2 separate regions of the Mus musculus genome follow, and region 1 is linked to region 2. The links are chromatin contacts, called in public promoter capture Hi-C maps. All regions are on one chromosome and are shown on one strand. The core of a region is the stretch at or near the end of the contact, and the rest is flanking DNA. Distances in the headings are between cores, read along the strand shown.

Region 1 (4,952 bases), core at 384-2,883, 1.0 Mb after region 2:
TCCACAAAGAAGACGACTGGGGCAGCTATCCCTGCAATGGACACACGTGGTTAGGGAACGCATCTTCATGAAGGCCAGCTTCATGCACAGGCAGACAGCTTTGGAACAGGGTTTAGACTACTGTGGAAAATGATACAATTTATCCAGAGCTTGCCCTGTTAAAGCCCTGCAGGACTACGGCCTGAGACCAGGCCAGGGTAAGTCTGGAAGTATCAAGGCTTGCTCCTCCTTTCTCAAGCCACCTGAGGACTGGAATTCATTGCTGCTCCCTAAAAACAAACAAAACAAGAAGCCAGAAGGAAAGCATCCTGCAGTCTGGGCAGTTTCTACCTGACAGTCACCAGGCAAGTGGCTAAGCAGGGTGTCACCTTACAGGCTCATCTGTGCTCTGGAACAGGCAGGTTCAGATCCCTTATTAGGCGTGAAACCTCAAGGTTCCCTTAGCTACTCTATGCCTCAGTCTCCACAACTGTAAAGTGGTAACAAAACCTCCAGTTAACACCAGGAGTCTCTCCTGAATGTCAACCAAGTTCAGAACAGTTTCCTAGAAACTGGGGTACCAAGGTAGCCCCCACCCATGTCTGATAAAACTTACAAAAGGTAAAGGAGAATATATGAACACTTCTTTATAACTCCATTGCCCCTCTAGGGCAGAAAAGCACAGGCCTGTTCACTTCTGCATTTCCCCTGGCTCCTGGCACCTATCAATGTCCTGGCAGTGGGCACCTAAAAACCATTAAAGAGAAAAATAGCAAAGGCTCGGTGGTTCTGGGCCACAGACAGGCTGCCTGGTAGCTGTGGAACCTCAGGCACTTCCCCTCTTTGAGTCTCATTTTCTCTGGAGTAATGTTGTTGTTGTTGTTGTTGTTTTGTGGGGGTGTGGATGTTTTTTAAAGAAAAGAATAACAATTTAATGAAATCAAACATTTACTGAACTATGTCAGCATAAGAACATGTGATGCATATGCCTTCTTTAATGACCACAATATCCCTGAGATTCCGGTGACATACAAGGTAACTGGGCTAGACGACTCGCTGAATGGCTACGAGGGAGACAATGCAGGGAGAATGTGAATCCACAGAGCCCGGCTCCTGCCACCCGCCTGTCAGGACACCTACTGCTTAAGACCACCAAATGGAGAGGGAAGGACGGTAAGCAGAAACAGAGAAATGAGAAACGGAGGGACCCGAGCGCTAAACAAGCCCCGCGAACCAAACAGAATGGCGTCCTGACTGTCGCCTTGAGTCCTTAAGCATTGCCATCTGATCCTGTCCCCTAGAAATCGGAGCCCCGTCTCTCACGTCCCACTGGTCTCCCGCAGCCCTGTCTGTCCCGTCTCCCGGAGCCCCGTCCGGCCCCCCTCACCCGCACGGCGGCAGCGGAGCAGCGCGCGCGCCTCCTGCACTGTCCGCCGCCGGCCGAGCCGCGCCTCCAGCTCCGGGTGCCGGTAGCTCTTCGGGAAGCGGTGCTTCACCACGGCCGCGCGGCCCTGGAAGCGGCCACGGAAGACGCGCGCCTCGGCGCCCTGCTGCACCAGCTCTAGGCCGCTCAGGAAGAGGCGGCTCCGCTCGCGCGCAGCGGCCAGCGCCTCGGCCTCCGCCTCCGAGGACGTGCCAGCCATGCCTCCGACTCCTTCCGACCCTGACCGCGCCGCTTCCGCTCGCTTCGGAAATCCTCCGGCCTCTTCCGCCATTAACACCGCCCCACACAACACACTTCACCCTGCTAGTTTGGTTCCGCCTCGCGACCTTTCCGCGCTCAGCGGAGCCTCTAGGACCTGTAGACTTGGCCCTTCCCTGTCTGTCTTCGTGAGCGCTCAGCAACTTTAGGCCAACAGCTTCTCACTCTTCATCACGGTGATGCTCCGGCTTTGGGACCTTTTTTTTTTTTTTTTTTTTTTTGAGACAGAGTCTCACGGTGTAGCTCAGATTAGCTTTGAACTCGTGTCCCACTTCAGTCTATGGAAACATGCTCTAAGCCGGGAAGGAGGCAGGGACTAGGCGAAGCTTTCTATCCGGAGACGCCACCTGATGCCTGGCACCAGCCTGTCAGCAGCCAGCACCATCCCTCTCAGATCCGGTATCTTCAACTACAGAATGAGGCTGCCTGGTTCTGCTAGGGTGAGGGCTTATCAGAATTAAGAGGCTGATTACGCGGTGCCGGTGGACAGGGCTCTCTTCACATGGCCTTTGACCCCCTTGTCCCTGCCCCACGCTCCTTGGGGCTCTGTTGAAAATACAGAAGAGAAGCCCTTGAGTCCCGGGTTGCTATGGCACCAGCATCTTGGCTCTGTGGTCCCTGGGTTTCGTTCATATTCATGGCAGGTCCCTTTTCATAATCAGACCCTTTGTGTGGGCAAAATGTGTTTTCCAGCAAAGCGCACCCAGAACCCGGTTCGTTTATATCCCCCAGTGCTCAAGTCTGTAGCTTCATTATCATAATTGTTTGTGTCCACCCAGCCGTCTCTATGGTAACCAAACCCATCTGAACCCTTGCCTTAGAAATCTAACTGTGCAAAGGTGCTGACCAAAGCCAGGCTTGCTAAGTCAGGCTGAGTTTAGCTCTTTAAAGCGGCTTCAAACCTTTCAGTGTCTCCCTACTGTGCTAAGAAGAAAGACCTAAACCTTAACTGGGCCCATGGACTCCTGCATCCCTTATAAACCCTCCCCTCTCCAGAATCCCCACCCATCCTCCATGATGCTCCCTCGGCACAGAGCCTTTGCACCTGCTATTTCCTCTGCAGGGAAATGTTTGTCCAGCTCCATATCACCTAGAGCTGCAGGTTATTCTCCACTGCAGGGTCACTTCCCCAGACAAGCCCTTCCTAGCCTCTATGAGGAGAGTGAGTTCAACTGTTATCAGCCCTGGTTTTCTACTTTCCAGACCTGTTTCAGATTCCCTTTGGTTTTGGCCGTTCAACTGCTTGATTGATGACCCACCCACCCCCCAACACACTTTACCCTGCTAGAGTGGTTCCCATCACACAGAGCCCCCCACCCTCCTGCTGTGTAGCTACTCACAAGGCAGGGATTGTATTGCTTCCATCTCTCCCTCAGCACCAAAGAGGTGGGTACTGGCCTAGAGTGTCTTAGGGATGGTGCATATGTGTGATCCCAACACTCAGAGGCTGTGCAGTGCTCAGATGCTCAGACAGGAGACTGCAAGCCTGATACTAAGTGAGACTGGGGGGTTGAGGGTAGGGACGTTTAGATTCAAATTTTGACCTTTTAAAAATATTTCATGAGTGTGTGTGTGTGTGAGACTTTTTTTAAACAACCAAATGGGGAAGTGGAATTGACAGTTTCTTGTCTACCTGAGTGCTGAAAAGGTCGTTAGAGATGTGGGTGGAAACCTTAAAGCACTGAATGAGTAAATGAGTTGACTGGAGAGATGAGAGACAGGCTGGTCCACAACTGGCCCCTGTAACTTGGCGGGAGAGCAGGAAGCTGGTGACTAAGGGTGGGTGGCAGGGACCCTCTTTATTTTGCTATTTCCAGGGGCAGGTAGTATAAAGTGCAAGTTTGACTGTAAAGTCATATATTCCAGGCTCCATCCCAAGAAATATCAGAAGGGAATTTGGTAGGGATTCCCGGCTACCGGTGAGAAGTGGGCTGGCCAGCTATGTTCCTCGAGAAACAGCAAGTGTTCTGCTGAGAACAAGAGCCAATGCAGAGAGCCAGTGTCTTCTATAATGGGGAGGGGTCCTAAGAATATGGAAATTTTATCCAGGAAGAGGGATGTCGATGGGCTAAAAGCCTGTAACAGAGTGACTGCCTCCAAGACAAGGGCTGTCACTAGCAATTGAGAGAGCTCACCTCACAGATAACGCTGTACATGTGGAGTTCCCAACTTGTGTGTTTCAGCCTTTCTAGAATTCTAACACTGCTGTGGTGGTTTGAATGAAATGACCTCCACAGGCTCATAGGGACTGGCGCTATTAGGAGGTGTGGCCTTGCTGGAATAGGTGTGGCCTTGTGGGAGGAAGTGTGTCACTGGGGGTGGATTTTGAGGTTTCATATGCTTAAGCCAGGCCCAGTGTCACTGTTCCTCCTGTTGCCTGCCAATGTGGAGATAGAGCTCTCAGCTACCTCTCCATGTCCATGTCTGCCTGAATGCCACCATGCTTCCTGCCATGACGATAATTGACTGAACCTTTGAACTGTAAGCCAGCCCCAATTAAATGTTTTCCTTTATAAGAGTTGTCACAGTCATGGTATCTATTCATAGCCATAAAACCCTAAGACATCTGCCAATAGCAAGACAGAGAAGCAGAGGATTTCTCTCTCCTGTTCTTGTCCAAACTGTAAGCAAACCTCTCTCTGCTCACCAATTCTTGACTCCGATGTTTTTGACAAAGTGTGGGACAAAGACCCTGAGACCCCTGGGTCACAGAGGTACTGCTTCCAACCCCCCATGGGGAGGGTCACACACACTGAGGTGACTGATGAGGGACCTCTGCCCTGGCCTAGAAGAAGAGCATGGACCAAGAATGTTTCCATATGGCACTGTGCTCTGACCAGGGTGCACTTGGGTGGAGGACAGGGGCCTTCCCCTTGGGTATACTGCCAGCTAGGGTGGGGACTCATGACTAGGGTGGCAACAAGAAACAAGCTTAAAGGAAGGAGAAATATATTAGGCACCATCTGAACTTACATCCATCTCCCTTCCTCTTCTCTCCTTCTCTCCTCTGCCAGCTCTCTCCTCCAATGGGGTCACTTTCTGGGGAACTGGCACCTGCTATCTTCACCACCCCCAGCAGAGGGCACCCCTGAATCAGTTTCCTATGGTAGAAACAGCAGGTGCAAAGGGGGTGTGATGGGGCAGGAGGGGGGATTCTGGAGAGGGCAGGAGCTCACACCCTCAGCACAGAAGGGAGTTGTTGGAGGGTTTGGTGCAGGTTTAAAGAGCCCCTCTCAGTGTCACAAGTGCCTGCTACACATTTCAGAGCCCA
Region 2 (5,182 bases), core at 609-3,108:
CTACTCTATCCATTAATGAGAAGTTAGACTCTAATTGCTATATTTCTTGAAAAACGAAACTTACAAAAGGATAAGAGAGCATGCTTGGAGCCGTGGTCACAGCCATCTCAGGAGGCGGCCTACCTTGGTTCCAGTTCCAGCCCTGTCACTGACTAGCTTAAAATTAAAACATCAATAGTTCCTCTACTGTAGCTCTGTTTCTGCGCCTGTAAAGTGGACATAATAACATTTACCTCAGAGGCACCGGTAACTCCCACAGAAGTGCCAACAGTCAGGGCCCCCTCCCATGCGTAAGTCCATAGTAGAATGCAGTCTTCCCCTTTCTCAGAACCCATCCCAACCAAGAGAGCTAAGGTTGATGGAGCATTTCCAGTGTGTCTCAAGTCCTACACTACGAGAGAGGGGTTAATTAGCCCTAGTTAGTAGGCAGGATCAAGAGTCAGAGAAGGGTTAGGAGCTGGTTAGGAGCTGCAGTGGTTTACAGCTCCCGAAGGGGTCTGGCTGTAATCTTAACCTCGGCATTCATTGCCTCCCACAGGCTAGTGCACCCTTCTGGATGAGTGAGAAGGGAGCGTGCTATGCTTACTTCACAGGGCTGTTCTCAGCCTAGCCATACAGAAGAGTCCATGCCTCAGGCATTGCTGGAGTACTGTCCCCCTGTGGGGAAACCCAGATGTGCGTGTTTCTCATACCCAAAACCCTTTGCACACACCCTCCCGCTTCCCTGCTTTTCAAGATCACTTGAAGCTGGGCATAGGGACACAGTCAGGAGGCAAAGGCAGGGGGATCTGGGTCCTCTTGGATTTTGAGGCTAACCTGGTCTACAGAGCAAGTACCAGGACAGCAGGGCTATGCAAAGAAACCTTGTGGGAAGGGGAGGGGAGGGGAGGGGAGGGGAGGGGAGGGGAGGGGAGGGGAAATGAGACTTAAAATACCAGAGCGTAGATTTTATTATAACAAAGGACATTAAAACATGAGACGTGTGCTCTCGAGCTGTCCTGTGTGCAGAATGTAGTTAGGCAAGAGAGGGCGCAGGAAACTCTGAAGGAGGCTACTACTGTGGGAGGCTGAGCCAGAGTGGGAACAGAAATGATGTGAAATGGAGGTGTATTTTAATGTGGGTCTCAAAGGGGAGGGAGATGACAAGGATGGTTTCCTGGTAGCTTGGCCCCGACACAGATTTCTAATGGAAACACACACACACACACACACACACACACACACACACCAGTCATGGCTCATCCTCACGCTGTATTCAGAGCCCAGACAAGGGCATGGGGAGGGAGGCGACAGAGCCTTCATCCAGGGGTTGCTATACTGGACACTCCTAGCCCTGGTTTGAGCCAGGAGACGCTGAAAGGGGGCTGTTTCCGACTGGGCCGCCCACCTACGCCTGGCTGGACGTCTGGCATCTCTAGAGCACCTCGAGGTGTTGGCTCCTTGCCGGCGTGTAGGGTGCGGCGCATCCCCTCCAGCCCTGACTCGCCCAGTGCGCTGACCCGTAGGGCGACGGCTCTGTGTGGTCCTTAGGCCAGCTGAGGGAATCCAAGGTCCATGCACTTGACTCGCTGGGCAGCAGCTGACCCTGCTTCCCCATCTCGCACCTTCTGGAGAAGTGTGCGCGTAACCGTGGCCAGGGTGATCGAGGTGCGGTGAGGCGGGCAGCGAGCGCGTGCGCGTGGTCGTTGCGTGGGCGCTGCTCTGGAGTCGGAGAGCATCAAGTGTGCGTGGGCCGGAGCCGGCGCGTGTGCCCGCAGCAGCTGTGCGCCGGGCGGGGGTGCCGCAAGTGCCTCGGGGTGCGCGCAGCCTCGCGCGGGCGGAGCGAGGAGGGATGCGTGCGGGAACTTTTCGCCTGCCCCGCAAGTCCGGGTCCCGGCGTTTAGAGGAGCTGTCCTCCGCCGCCAGCCCCGAGTGCCCGCCCCGCCCCCACTTCCGCCTCCCGCCTCTTCCTCGTTCCCGGCTCCCAGGGCCGCCGGTCCCCAGGGAACCCCGCAGGCTTAGCCCCACCCGGCCGGCGCTGCTCGCTCCCACGCCCCCGCCGCCGCTTGTCGGGAGCGCACCCAGGGAGCCAGCGGGGCGCGGGCGCTGCAGGTAGGGGGGAATGCGGGGTTGGGCTCAGGTGCGGCGAACTGGGCCCCCGCAGCACGGGAACTTGGGGTGCCCTCCTCCGCCCGCCCCGTCTTCGCCCACGCGCCAGTCCCCTTTTAGGGAATTCTTTGCCTCTTGCCTCCTCAGGCGCGGGTGGGGCCGGGACAGAGGGCGTTCGTTCTCCATTTCCCTGGTTCCTTCCCGGTGTCAGCCTCCCGTCTCCAAATCCCTACTCTTCCCAGTACCTATGGTCGTGTAAACAACTACCTAGCTCTGGGAATTGGCTCCGCAGCCCCCCTGTGGACAGTCCCTTCAGCCTGGTAAGACCACAACGTCAGGGGGAGGGGAAAAGAGAGGCGTCCGGGTGGCCCCGGGTCAGCGGCAGCTCCCTCGCGAGCTCGCCTCCCCTCTCCTCTCCGCAGACCGCCCCTGGGGCCCTGGGTATTTTTAGCGTTGTGACCTGGGCGGCAGCTCTAAGAGCCTTTCTGGAGTCCTCGTCTGCTGCTCCCTTCTCCCTTCTCTGGCAGCCACATCAGCTCCAGGCACTGACTTGGCCTTGCCTCTATCATTAGTTTCGGGTCCCTCCTGAGCTACCCCAGTACTCGAGGACCTGGCCACGCGCTGTGATTACACTGTGGCCAGCTGAGGTTTATTGGAGGATGACAGCGTGGTCCTCACCCTAGAGCTTCCCCTGTTCCCTGTGATGCATGGGTTCAGTAGTGTACCAGGAACGGGGATGAATGCACAGGGCTGGCCCCAGAGCTCTGGTGTCCTGCAAAACTCGGTATTGGCAATCTCGACACCTGGTCTGAACTGTACTCAGTCCCCACCCTTCTAGTTGGTACTTACTAACTTGGGAAATAAGCCAAACATGTGTGAGAGGAGGGGACAACTGTGAGAGTTCAGAGGACAGGTGCTCAGTTCTCTACAAACAGCCCTCCTTCACGAAGTATATTGTCAGATAGTGTTTGAGGTAGGTAGGATGATACCTTCAGGTGGGACCCCTGGGGCCAGAAAGAGGCAGAGGCAAGTCAGGAAGTTAGGTCTTTGCCCCCAGAGAAAGTGTTTGGAGGTGATGAGGATTGTGGTGGCGGTGGTGGTGGTAGTGGTGGTATGTGTGTGTTTTGGGGGACAGGAAGCATGGAGTATTATTGACTTAGCTATAGTCTTTGGGTTTTGTAAGGACTGGGAAGAACCAGAGGTATAGCGCCCTACACTTCATCCATCTCGCCCTGTTCTTCCCTGGCCTTCAGAGGGGAGCTGAGTCCATCAAATGGCCAGCTCCTTCCAGTCTCTCAGAGGGCATGTAGGCAGTTAGCCAGCATTGGCAGCCTTCATTAACGACAGGCTCTTGCGGTGCCTGGAACTGACATCCCCTTTGTGGAACCAGGGCCAGCCTCGCCTCGCGAAAGAGGCTGCTGAGGCCAGAGCTGTCCAGACTGGAAGCGAGGCTGTGCTGCTGGGATGCCAGCTGTCAAGGGGCTCCTTATGCCTAGGCCCCCACTGCGTTCTTTCTCATCCCCACATCTGTGCTTGCCTTACCCTATTCCCGCACAGGGGCTGACATGGACCCAAATCCGAGAGCAGCCCTGGAGCGCCAACAGCTGCGGCTCCGGGAGAGGCAGAAGTTCTTTGAGGACATTTTACAGCCAGAGACAGAGTTTGTCTTCCCCCTGTCCCATCTGCACCTGGAGTCACAAAGACGTAAGTTTCAATTTCTGAGGAATGGAATTGGGCTAGGTTGGGAAAGGTGTCCTTGTGGCTCTCAGATCTTGGGAACCAGCTCCCTTCCTGTTTTTGAGGCCCAATTTGGGGTCTTGCATGTACATGTGACCATCTCTCAGCTCTAGCCTGGTCTGTTTGCTCTCCTCCCTTGTGTGCAGCCCCCATAGGTAGCATCTCGTCTATGGAAGTGAATGTGGACACACTGGAGCAAGTGGAGTTTATTGATCTTGCGGATCAGGATGGAGCAGATGTGTTCTTGCCTTGTGAGGAGTCCTCGCCAGCTCCCCAGATGTCTGGTATGTCCTCTGCTTTGGAATCTGGGTACCATTTGGCCAGAGCTGGATATTTGGGCCAGAAAAGAAAGAGGTTGTAGGTCTGAGCCAGGGAAAAATCTTAAGTAGAAGTTGGAAGTATGTGTTTTTGCTAGAGAAACAGTTGGCTGCTCTCATTTAGGGAAGTTGACTCTAAGGGGCAACTGAGGTATGGATTCCTCAGTCAAAGTTCTAGCAATGGCTAGCTAGTTTAGCTTTTAAATTTTTATATTTGTGGAATTAACATAATTACTATCAAATATTTTTGGTTTTTTGCTTGTCTGTTTGTTTTTCGAGACAATCTTTCTCTGTGTAGCCCTGACTATGCTTGAACTCATAGAGATCCACCTGCCTCTGCCTCCCAGCATGCTGGGATTAAAGGTGTGTACCACCATGTATGGCTATAATATTAGTTATTTTAATAACTTATTTTTATTTTATGTGCATTGGTGTTCTGCCTGCATGTATGTCTGTGTGAGGGTATTGGATCTTGGAGTTACAGACAGTTACAAGCTGCCATGTAGGTGCTGGGATTTGAACTCAGGTCCTTTGGAAGAGCAGCTGGTGCTCTTAATTGCTGACTCATTTCTCCAGACCCTATAATATTAATTTTTACTGAATAATTTACTAGGGTCTTAATACTGTGCTAAAGTACTTCACATGTTTTCTCTTGACCCTAATGTTCTGTCAAGGTAGGGAGTAGGCTCTTCATTTCCTAAAGAAGCTACGGGCTAGGTATGAGTTTAGAAGCACAGTTTACACAATATGCTTGCCTGGCAAGTACTCTTGAGTTTGATTTTAGCACTGAAAAAAATAAAAAAGAAGTAAAAGAAAATGAGGCTCAGAGAAGTTCAGTCACATAGGCAGGAAGTAGAATGCTGATATTCAAACCCTCTGCCTGGCTCCAGACCCTGAATGCTTACCAAGTTAGACTCATACTCTTATTTTAAGCTGCTCCTTAGATCTGTCGCTCCTTCTGATAAAAGCCCTCGGGAAACAGAGGCAGGGGGGAGGATCACAAGCTTAAAGCCAGCTACAGAGCAAGGCCCAGTGTAAAA

Evidence for each region. Promoter capture Hi-C pulls out the DNA fragments that hold promoters and counts their contacts.
Region 1: a promoter capture Hi-C map of liver shows a contact between it and region 2, with 3 times the contacts expected there. The contact joins the promoter of Trp53rka here to the promoter of Dbndd2 in region 2. A contact is called at or near these places in 2 of 39 promoter capture datasets (both in liver).

What each region holds. Positions count from the first base shown.
Region 1 is chr2:165,491,681-165,496,632 of GRCm38.p6, forward strand. It overlaps Trp53rka (transformation related protein 53 regulating kinase A), which reads right to left and starts at 1,634. Exons shown (of 2, transcript NM_001007581.1): 1 at 1,367-1,634; 2 at 1-31. The coding sequence starts at 1,622.
Region 2 is chr2:164,484,597-164,489,778 of GRCm38.p6, forward strand. It overlaps Dbndd2 (dysbindin (dystrobrevin binding protein 1) domain containing 2), which reads left to right and starts at 1,859. Exons shown (of 4, transcript NM_026797.2): 1 at 1,859-2,091; 2 at 3,646-3,792; 3 at 3,972-4,109. The coding sequence starts at 3,654.